Linked DNA regions of Rattus norvegicus: region 1 is linked to region 2. The links are chromatin contacts, called in public Hi-C maps. All regions are on one chromosome and are shown on one strand. Each heading gives the region's core, a stretch centred on a gene start, on an enhancer-like site or on the middle of the called end of the contact. The rest is flanking DNA. Distances are from core to core; before and after follow the strand shown.

What was found. Hi-C and Micro-C count contacts between places; a contact is called where the count stands out from the background.
Region 1: a contact with region 2 is called in a Hi-C map of hepatocytes, with 1.7 times the contacts expected there. The contact joins the promoter of Meis1 here to the promoter of Etaa1 in region 2. A contact is called at or near these places in 3 of 12 Hi-C or Micro-C datasets (Schwann cells, hepatocytes and mammary epithelial cells) and 1 of 1 datasets of contacts at active chromatin or transcription factors (oligodendrocytes).

What each region holds. Positions count from the first base shown.
Region 1 is chr14:97,493,504-97,498,022 of GRCr8, forward strand. It overlaps Meis1 (Meis homeobox 1), which reads right to left and starts at 1,580. Exons shown (of 13, transcript NM_001134702.1): 1 at 1,513-1,580. The coding sequence starts at 1,524.
Region 2 is chr14:96,512,532-96,516,879 of GRCr8, forward strand. Etaa1 (ETAA1 activator of ATR kinase) reads right to left here and starts at 3,086. Exons shown (of 6, transcript NM_001109094.2): 1 at 2,784-3,086; 2 at 1,805-1,930; 3 at 1,468-1,544. The coding sequence starts at 3,006.

The sequences.
Region 1 (4,519 bases), core at 330-2,829, 980 kb after region 2:
CATGTTTCTGGAGGAGGAAACCGAAAATCACAACAATAAAACGTGCTGGGACAGTGTAGCTGACCTGCCTAGCTTCACAGAGCCCCTTTTACTTCAGAAGGGGGGTTAAAAAATTACGATGGGAATAGTTGTGCCAAGCAGTGAATTCTGAAAGGCTTCTTATTTTATTTCTCAACCAGCATGGGATTGGCAGTCCTGTAAGACACTGAGTTTGCCTTGGTTCCCCAAACTCTGCTAAATTATACAAAACGACCCCCCCCCCATATATGTTATACTGAAGTGTGCATAAGGCAGCTTGTTGCCTTTTACAGCTGAACATACAACTGGGCAACATTATTTCCAAACTTAAATAAAAGCTATAAAGGAAGCAACTAATGTTGTTTTATATTTTTTTTTTACCCTCACAAACTTTCTCCCTAGAGTAAGAGTCCAGGAAGCAATAGTTACATGTTAGTTTTTTTTTTTAAACAGACTCAAAAGCAAAACACACATGAAAATCTGGGGGATGGGGCTGCTTTCAAATTGATTGCCTTGACTGTCTGTGATAAATTCAGCTATTTCAATTTTTCTGTTTTATTCCAGGCAAGTTTCTTTTCTAAGATTTGGAAATGGGGAGAAGGAAATGATTTCCAAAGAACTGCCACTTTCATCCTCTGAAAGACAGAGGTGTGAAGAGTTTGGGAGAATCCTGACATTTGCCTGAACTGAGAGAAGAAAGAAAAAAATGTGTCCTCCAGTAACTTTCTTTCCCAAAAGGGGCTTTGAGGGCCAAGACACAAATTATGCAAGGCAGCCTTTTTGTAGACCCTTTTCTTTTAAGAAGCCACCTCAGCCGGCCCGTCATTGTCTCAGTTTACTTTCAAGGCATTTCCATTCAAATAGGAATATTGGGGAAATTAGGATTGCATTTTTAAACTGAGTAGCTCTGTGTTTAGTATCTAAGTGGTAAAGAACTTAGCTAAGAAAAAAAATCTGCAAACTTATTATCTTGCATAAAAACCCATGCAAATTAAAATTACTTTTAAAAGAGGAATGTTTTTCCAACCAAAACTCCACTACACCAGGACATTCCTTATCTAAAAATGCTACCTACTTCTAATGATATTAAAGATGTGCATAATCGATAATAACGCTAAAGTTCCCAGCTGCTCATTTTAATTAAACGTAGCTTTAAACTTTTGGTCCCTAAATGCTTAAATTACAGCACTGGATATGTAGCATTTCCCCCTCCTCTTTCTTTCCTTTTAAAACAGGTGATTCCTCGGGCTTGTATTTTTATTTATATAGCTGTTGGCTAGGAATCTATAGACTACTTGATCACTTGAATTAATAACCCACGAGTAACATGCATAAGGCTACAAATGCATTAAGTAAACCTGTCGATTTAGGCCGCGGCTTTAGGAACCTCATTCAAAAAGAGAGAAAGGAAAGAGGAAACTTAGCAACAGTGTCTTTCAGCCACGTTTCAATTTAATCTCACATTTGAGTTCCACAATTGTTTTTAATACGTACCCTTTGCGCCATCGGCCTCTCTGCCTCCCTTCCTTCTTCAACTTCTAATATATCCTCTTTAAGGCCAGTGTGAAAAGAAACAAATATGCAAACTCCCTCGGAAAAAAAAATAAAGCACAACAGTAACAAAAAAATCCCTTTGCGTCTCCAGCAGTGTGAATTACTGGTCCCAGATCTTCGGTCTACCGGACCTGAAGCAAGGCGCCCGCGTCGCTGAGCATAAAAGCGCTCTGGTTCCACCAAGACAGCAGTGGGAGGGAAAAAAAAGCAGATCTTCTCTTCCCCCCCAAAAAAATCAGTTAAAAAAAAAGAAAGAAAAGAAAAGAAAAAGAAAAAAAAGAGCGCCCCTCAGAACCAACTACCAAATCTCATGGCTTTCTGCCACTCCAGCTGTCAATCACAGGCGAGGTTGTCAACGTGGTGAATGAATGATCATCCGTTCTGTCTTCTTCTGGTCAGAACACCTCAAATGTTAATATTCAAATGCACAAAGCCCTAGCGCCCGCTTTCCTTGAATCAGTCCTAATTCCCAATCAGTTTCTCTCTTCTCTCGCTCTCTTTCTCTTTCTCTCTCCCTCTTTGCAACTGCTGCACTGAAGGGAGATTAGAGAGGAGGGTTAAAAAAATGTCTGTCTGAGTTTGTCTTAAAGGAGCCACGATCGATGCTGCCCGCTTGCAGTCGCCGTGCGTGTGTAAAGTGTGTGTTGCACAGGCGGAGAGGTGGATTCCGACCAGAATGCTAGAACCCGGAAGTAGTGGTGGCCATAACAGGTCGCGTCTTACACAATGCATTGGGCTGCAGCAAGTAGGCTCCTCGGCAGGGGTGGGTGCGCGAAGCGAGCTCTGGCCGCACTGGAGAGGCAGAAAGGCGCTCCATGAATTCGCACGCCCAGGCACTAACACCACACACCCAAGGCACATGCACACAAATGCAGGCTGCAGCTCCCGACCCGCCGACTTTAGGTCCCCTTCCAGCCTCTCTTCCCAAAGCGGACTCTTGAAATAAATCGGGAATAAACGTAGGGCAGGCAGATGCCGGAGTTAATTCGCTCAGTGCTCCGCTCATGAAAGACTTCAAGACTTTCCTCGAAATTATTGGGGTCTGCCAGTATTTTTCGGGGTGGGGGGTTGATGCCAAAAGTACTGGATTCTCTGCTAGACTCCCGGAGAAGAAAAGTCAAAGCCAGAGCAAGAAGAGGAGCTGGTGCTGGATTGGAAAAGGTTCAGCTCAGGAGTCCCGAGAACGTGGGGTAGCGGTCGCCCGGGCGTTCTGCAAACCCAGCTTAGAGGTTTTCTTTCCTTTTTTCTTTTGGTTTTGGGTTTTTTCTTTTTTTCTACCCCCACCCCGGCCCCCGCTGTCAGAAGTGGTCGTAGGGCTGGAGTTATGGAAATGCTTGCATTTTGCCACTTTGGGTCCCGACGCCCCCGCCTCCTCACCCTGGTAGCCCTCAGCCCTAGCCGCGGCGCGAAGTGAGGGAGGAAGGGAGGGAACAATGAGCCGAGCGCCGGGAATGTGCCCCCAGCGCTTGTTTACAAACACCGAGCTATTTATGACCGCCGGAGAGCGAAACTCAGCGCCCGCACCTAGCTGCCAGACCTCGCGGGCCGCCGGGACCTGGGAGCCCCCGGACCCGAGGCTCTTTCTCGGTCGCGCAGTCCGCAAGGTTAGCCGTGCGCCCGAGGGCACGGCGCGGCGAGGCTGCAGAGCTCGGCTGCGCTGCGGCCGGCGCTGCCTTTGTCTGGGCGACGCCGAGGGGCTCCAGCCTCGGCCTTCCTGGGGCCTGGAGACGCTGCGCCCCCCAGCTCCTTCAGCGGCGACGCCCGGCGCCGGCCTCCCAGACCTCCATCCCTCCGTTTGTCTATCTCCGAACCCGGCCCCGGGAAAACTCCCAGTTCCAGAGGAAAAGAAATCCACTTCGGAAGCTGAGATTTCAGACAAAAGCTGACCCTGCCCACAACTTGAAGTCTCCAACCAGCCAGTGGTTTTTAACTTTCTCTCTTGAAATACCACACCCTGGACTTAAAATTGTTTTTTGAGTCTTTTTATTCTCGCTCCGCGCTTGCCTTCAGTTACTCTATTTAGTGGGGGCAATTTTACTCTTTATGTTTCTGAGCCTGGCTCTCTTGGCTTAGATAGCTCAGTCTCGGTAGCTCTCGGAGCAGCTGTAAACCTCACATCCCAGGCAGGGCTCTCAGCTCGCTGGGCTCGGAGAGGATCCCCCCCACCCCCAGCTAAAACCTCGCAGAAAACTCCCCCTGCGGTCGACTGGAAAATGAGCTCACCCAAATCTCGGTAGGCAGCCGTGGAGAGAGCTCCGCCAATCGGAAGGCGTCCCCGCCCAGGCAGCCGCGCATTGGCTGCGGGGAAAATCAATTATCAAATAATCGATCAGCAGGGAGCTTCGATCTGCTGGGAATGCAAACTGCCATTCCGGATTCCCGCCCTGAAGGTGGCCAAAAGGCTCTCTCCCCCAAAGCAGCGGGCCCGCGCTCCCATCGCCCCCGCCCCCATCCCACCGCCAGCTGCGGACCGAACCCTCACCCCAGGGGCCGGGGAAGGTTTTGAGGAGAGTTCTGAAAAAGATTAGGGGGTTCCCTTCACGAGGAGATTGTTTGGGAAAGGTTAGCATCTCTGAAACGTACTGAAGGCAACTCTTAGGCTCAAAGTCATAGACCTGTTTCCATTCTTCAGGCAGTACTCAAGTTTCTACTGAGTGGGTTTCTATTGAACAGGGGACACAGGGTAAACATTAGAACCTAGAGCTGGATTTGAGTTCCACCGAGCAATGGAGCCTCCTAGGCTGCATCCACAGCTTTTAGCCTTCTACAAGAGTCAGCTCCGGGCTAGTTCACTCCAGCAGCGGTGCGTGTGGGTTAAGCCTAGTAGACCAGGCTTGCGGCCCTCCAGCCCAGCACTCCGCCCCCAACAACGAACACCTGAAGGGTTGACATATGTTCACCCCAAACTTTCAATGGGCTTTGCCTTGAAAGAGATCCGACTGTTGAA
Region 2 (4,348 bases), core at 1,836-4,335:
TGTAAAGAAAAAATTAAGAAGAGAGAAAAAACTCAGAACAGCTTCTCTTCTGGGCTCATGCTGTCATTAACGGTGACAGGACTAAGAAAAGGGATGAGTTACTGGACTCCTTTGTGTTAAATGATTGAACTAAAGAAAAAACTACAATAAGTAAATCACAACATATTTCAGCACTCCAGTTATTATCAAACTATATGTACCTTAATCCTAATAATCCTCTGAAGAAAGCCAAAGTGGTAATAAATCTACCTTATGGTTGAACGAATTGGGAGTTGGAAACATTTAGGTGACTCCCCAGGAATCACAGCGGGATGGGCTCATAAGGTCTACATCTAAATCTATTGATCTTCCTGACTTTACAGTGTTTCTGGGTAATTTTATAAGTCATTAAGAATACTAAAGAGATGCTGCAATAGGGAAATTTTTCACTCCGGCCAGTGAAGAAGCACTGTAGAAACATGTACAGGAAAGCCTTTATGCATGGCTTTAAGTGATGTACACTAAAGCCCTTGTGTCTGGCTTTGAGTGAAATGTTGCCACAAAGACTTGGCCATGTTTGGGAAATCGGTAGAGGCTGGGATATTCTGAGTCTGTTGAAATCTTTGAGAAATCTCTCTCTAAAGAATCTGCCCATGAAAGCTTACTTGCAGCTGCACCAACCTCGGTCCCAAGACACTCCTCACAAACCTGGGGCTCCGCTTCTGATGATGGCTGGCTGTGGTCAAAAGGGACAGAGATTTGTCTGCTCTCATGGGCAGCAAGGGCAAGATAATTTTGGTAGCTGGAACCTTTCCCAGCCCCAATTAACCTTGTATAATGTTTGAATAAAGTACCTGGGGTGAGGTGAGCTAGCTGATGTCAGTCTTTTCCAAGAAGGCTAAACCCCTCTGCTACTTCGGAAAATGAAGACTTAGCATCTTGGTAAGCTTCTCTCTCTACTGTGCCACCTACAACTGACACTCATCAACAAAGCACTAACAATAAAAACTTCAGTACACCATAGCAACTAACTACTACATTATTTAAGAAGTAAATAACCTAGAGATAACCTAAATAGACAGAAGGGAGTGAAGGCATAGTTTAGTGGTAGGGCACTTGCCCAGTAAAAGTGAGTCCCTGAGTTTGAGTTTTAGCATTAGCAAATGAATGAATGAAAGAAGAGAGACAGTATATATGAAAGGACTTGCACAGGTCACCATGCAAAACCACACCACTTTATGTAAAGAACTTCAGAATCTGTAGATCTGGATATCCAATGGAGTCATGAAACCATGCCCTATGGATTCTGACAGATGACTATACTGAACATTTTATAGTTCATTCGTTGTTTCAGAAGACAGGCACTCAGAAAAGCCAAACATAACCTTGTTTGCTCTAAACATGCTATTTTATATATGAAAGAACCACACAAGCAAAGATCATACAATTTTTTGCTGTTTTATAAACCACGAGCCTTGCCATACTTACCTGAGGAGCAATACGATTAACAATATGTGAAATCTCATCACTGTATGCACTGGAAATCCGCTTTGTTCTTCTTTTACCTAAAGAAGCAGGCATTTTTATCAATTTTAGACCAGGAATTTTAAAACCAGTTGTCATCTTTAAGGAAACAATTGTAGTCAGTACAACTTAAACAACTCCACATTAACATCGTGGCATATTTAGACAGAAAAAAATCACACGAGATTCTTAAAAACAAAACAAAACCAAGAACAATGAATAATGATGCCAATGGATTAAAATTTTACCAACACTAATCCTTCATCAAGCACTGACCCACATAAAAATAATAACAGATTACCTAACTGTTTTGTCATTGGAGAATTTTGATCCCAGAAGATATCAGTCTGTCCATCTGGATCATTTGGAGAACTGAAGGTACAGGACAATAAATTCACTTTCAGAACTTGTGTTGGTGTCTCCTTTTCTGCATAAGATGACAATCGTTGCATTTACTTCATAAGAGTTAAAGTCAAATAACAGCTTAGACAAATTAATTTTTATGTCCAATATAAAATTTGTCTCTTAAAGACAAGTACTTTAACCACAATGGAAATGTTTCAATAAAAATAATGTCTCAATACTTCTTAAGTTTGGCACTGTAGTTAGGAAGTGTTTTTTGAAAATTCCATAGGCTCAGGAATGATACCACCTGGTCACTGAATTACTAACACCAGGCTCTAGGGACCTCCAAGTTGGCAGCAGATGTGTTGCAAATGCATCCAAACAGAATCCCACACTAAACTCTCACAAGCTAAACTCTACCCACATTTTCTACTCACTCCACTCTAAAACCATTAGTGACTTGTTTCTAGGGAAGCTCTGTCTAGAATCACTTAAACTTTTACAATGTTATTATTCTTTCCCCTGCTTTGGTTTATCATGGCAGAAACAGGCAAGTTAATAGACGTTGTATTTTAAGAACACACTCTAGGATAGAGGTTATGAGTCTGGTCCTTACTGGGATAGAAATCTTTTAACTCCAAAAGTTTACAGAAAGGAATGCACCATCCATCGGTTTACTAGGCTAACCGGATGTTACACTTAGCAAGTTCCGGGAGCACACTGTTCCTGAGGTGGCCCTTTTTGCAAAACAAAACAGCGAGGGAAACAGAAAAAAGGCTTAGGCGCCCAATTTCCTGGACGTAGTACAGGGCACAGACCCCGCCCACAACCAAAGAGTCAGCCAGAAAAGGCCCCATGGAGGGGCCTTGGTGCTGCAGCTCTAAGCCTCCGGCCCGGTCCACACCGCCGAGCTCCGCTCCCCGCCCTCTTCTCACCCCCCGGGCTCCGCCCGCCGTCAGCCGCTGCCCGCCGTTGCGACCGCAGCGCAGACCGCGTTCCCGCCCGGCTGGGCTGGGAGCTGCGGGCCGCCCTGGACGCCCGGGGCCACAGTTCCGCTGCCGAGCAGCAGTTCTCGGCACCCGCCCTGCGCGTCCGCACAGGGCTGTCCGCATGCTTCCTTCGCCGACTCATTCCCGTGGCACCGTCCTTCAGCCGCATTCACATCTTGCTACGGAGGAGCGGGACAACCGCTCCGCTAAGAGGCCGCGCGCCACCGATCACCGCCATCTTTGCAAGTCCGGCGCGCAAAACACACTGCTTCTGATTGGCTGCCTCCGTCTAGGGGCGGGGTGACTAAGCCTGATATCGATTGGCTGTGTCAGTTTGAGAGGCGGGGTTACGGAGGCTGCCTGCGGGACAAATGGCTGAGGCAGCTTCAGCAGGGGAAACTTGAGCGTTCAGAGGTGGATCTTCAACCTCCCCCAACTTAGGAGGAATTGCAGGACTCTTTTCTGGACATGTGACTGGGACTTAGTATGTGAGACAGTAAAGAAATCAAATAGGATGACAGATTCTTATTGAATTTACAATTTAAATCGATTATGTCTAAAATTCAAATGATGGTGTGTTATTCGGTAATAATGAGAAAATAGATATATAAATAGTATAGGAGAGAATAATCTCAACAGTTTATAGATGTTATGTGTATAGAAAAATCCAAAATGTAGGAAGACTTACTAATTTAATGAACTAACATTCGCTGGAAACTGTACATGCAAAGCCGAGCTGTCATATTAGAATAAGACAGCATTTGTTTTGAATTAAGTAATAATTACCATGGCCAGGGAGCATTGATTCAGGTTGGCCTAAAAACATGTTTCAATATAAAAGCAATTGCACAGACCTTAACAGTCACAGAACAAAAGACAAGGCCTTTGCCAGGTTCTTAGTTAGGGACAAGTGTTAGGTGGGTTACAGCAAAGCAGAAATGAATTCTTCCATAGTCTTTAAGTAAGGATCGTTCGTGATATCCTTCCTGTTTGGTTGATGAAAGTTAGTGGACTGGTAACAATGTATTCTAAAGGTTTTACCTGATAGTCTACAGGATGCTATTCCTGGCAGCTGGGCCGGTAGTGGCTAAGTTGGGGCACTGAAAAAAAGCCATAAAGATTATTTGGTTTTATACCCTCAGCTTCCTTATCATGAATTGTGTCTGTCTTTTTGTTTTGCAGACAATGTCTTGTTTGTGCCCTGCCTCTTTATTTAATGCAGTGTAGCCGTAAACTCCTGGTCTTCCCGCCTCATGGTAGTCAGTACTTGGACCTCAGGTGTAGGCCCTAAACAGTCAGTTGGGCCTTGTAGGATCATCAACATAGATGTGCCTTCTTCCATTCCCAGTATAAAGTGAAACTCAAAGGTCCATTGTGCCTTACCAAATTCTCAGTTATAAGGGAATATAACTTGCAATAAGTAGTAAAATTAAAGAGTGCTGACTTCACAGAGAGAACTATAAAACACCTTTGAAGTAAATTGAAGACCAAAATAAAAAGGATTATGCTGT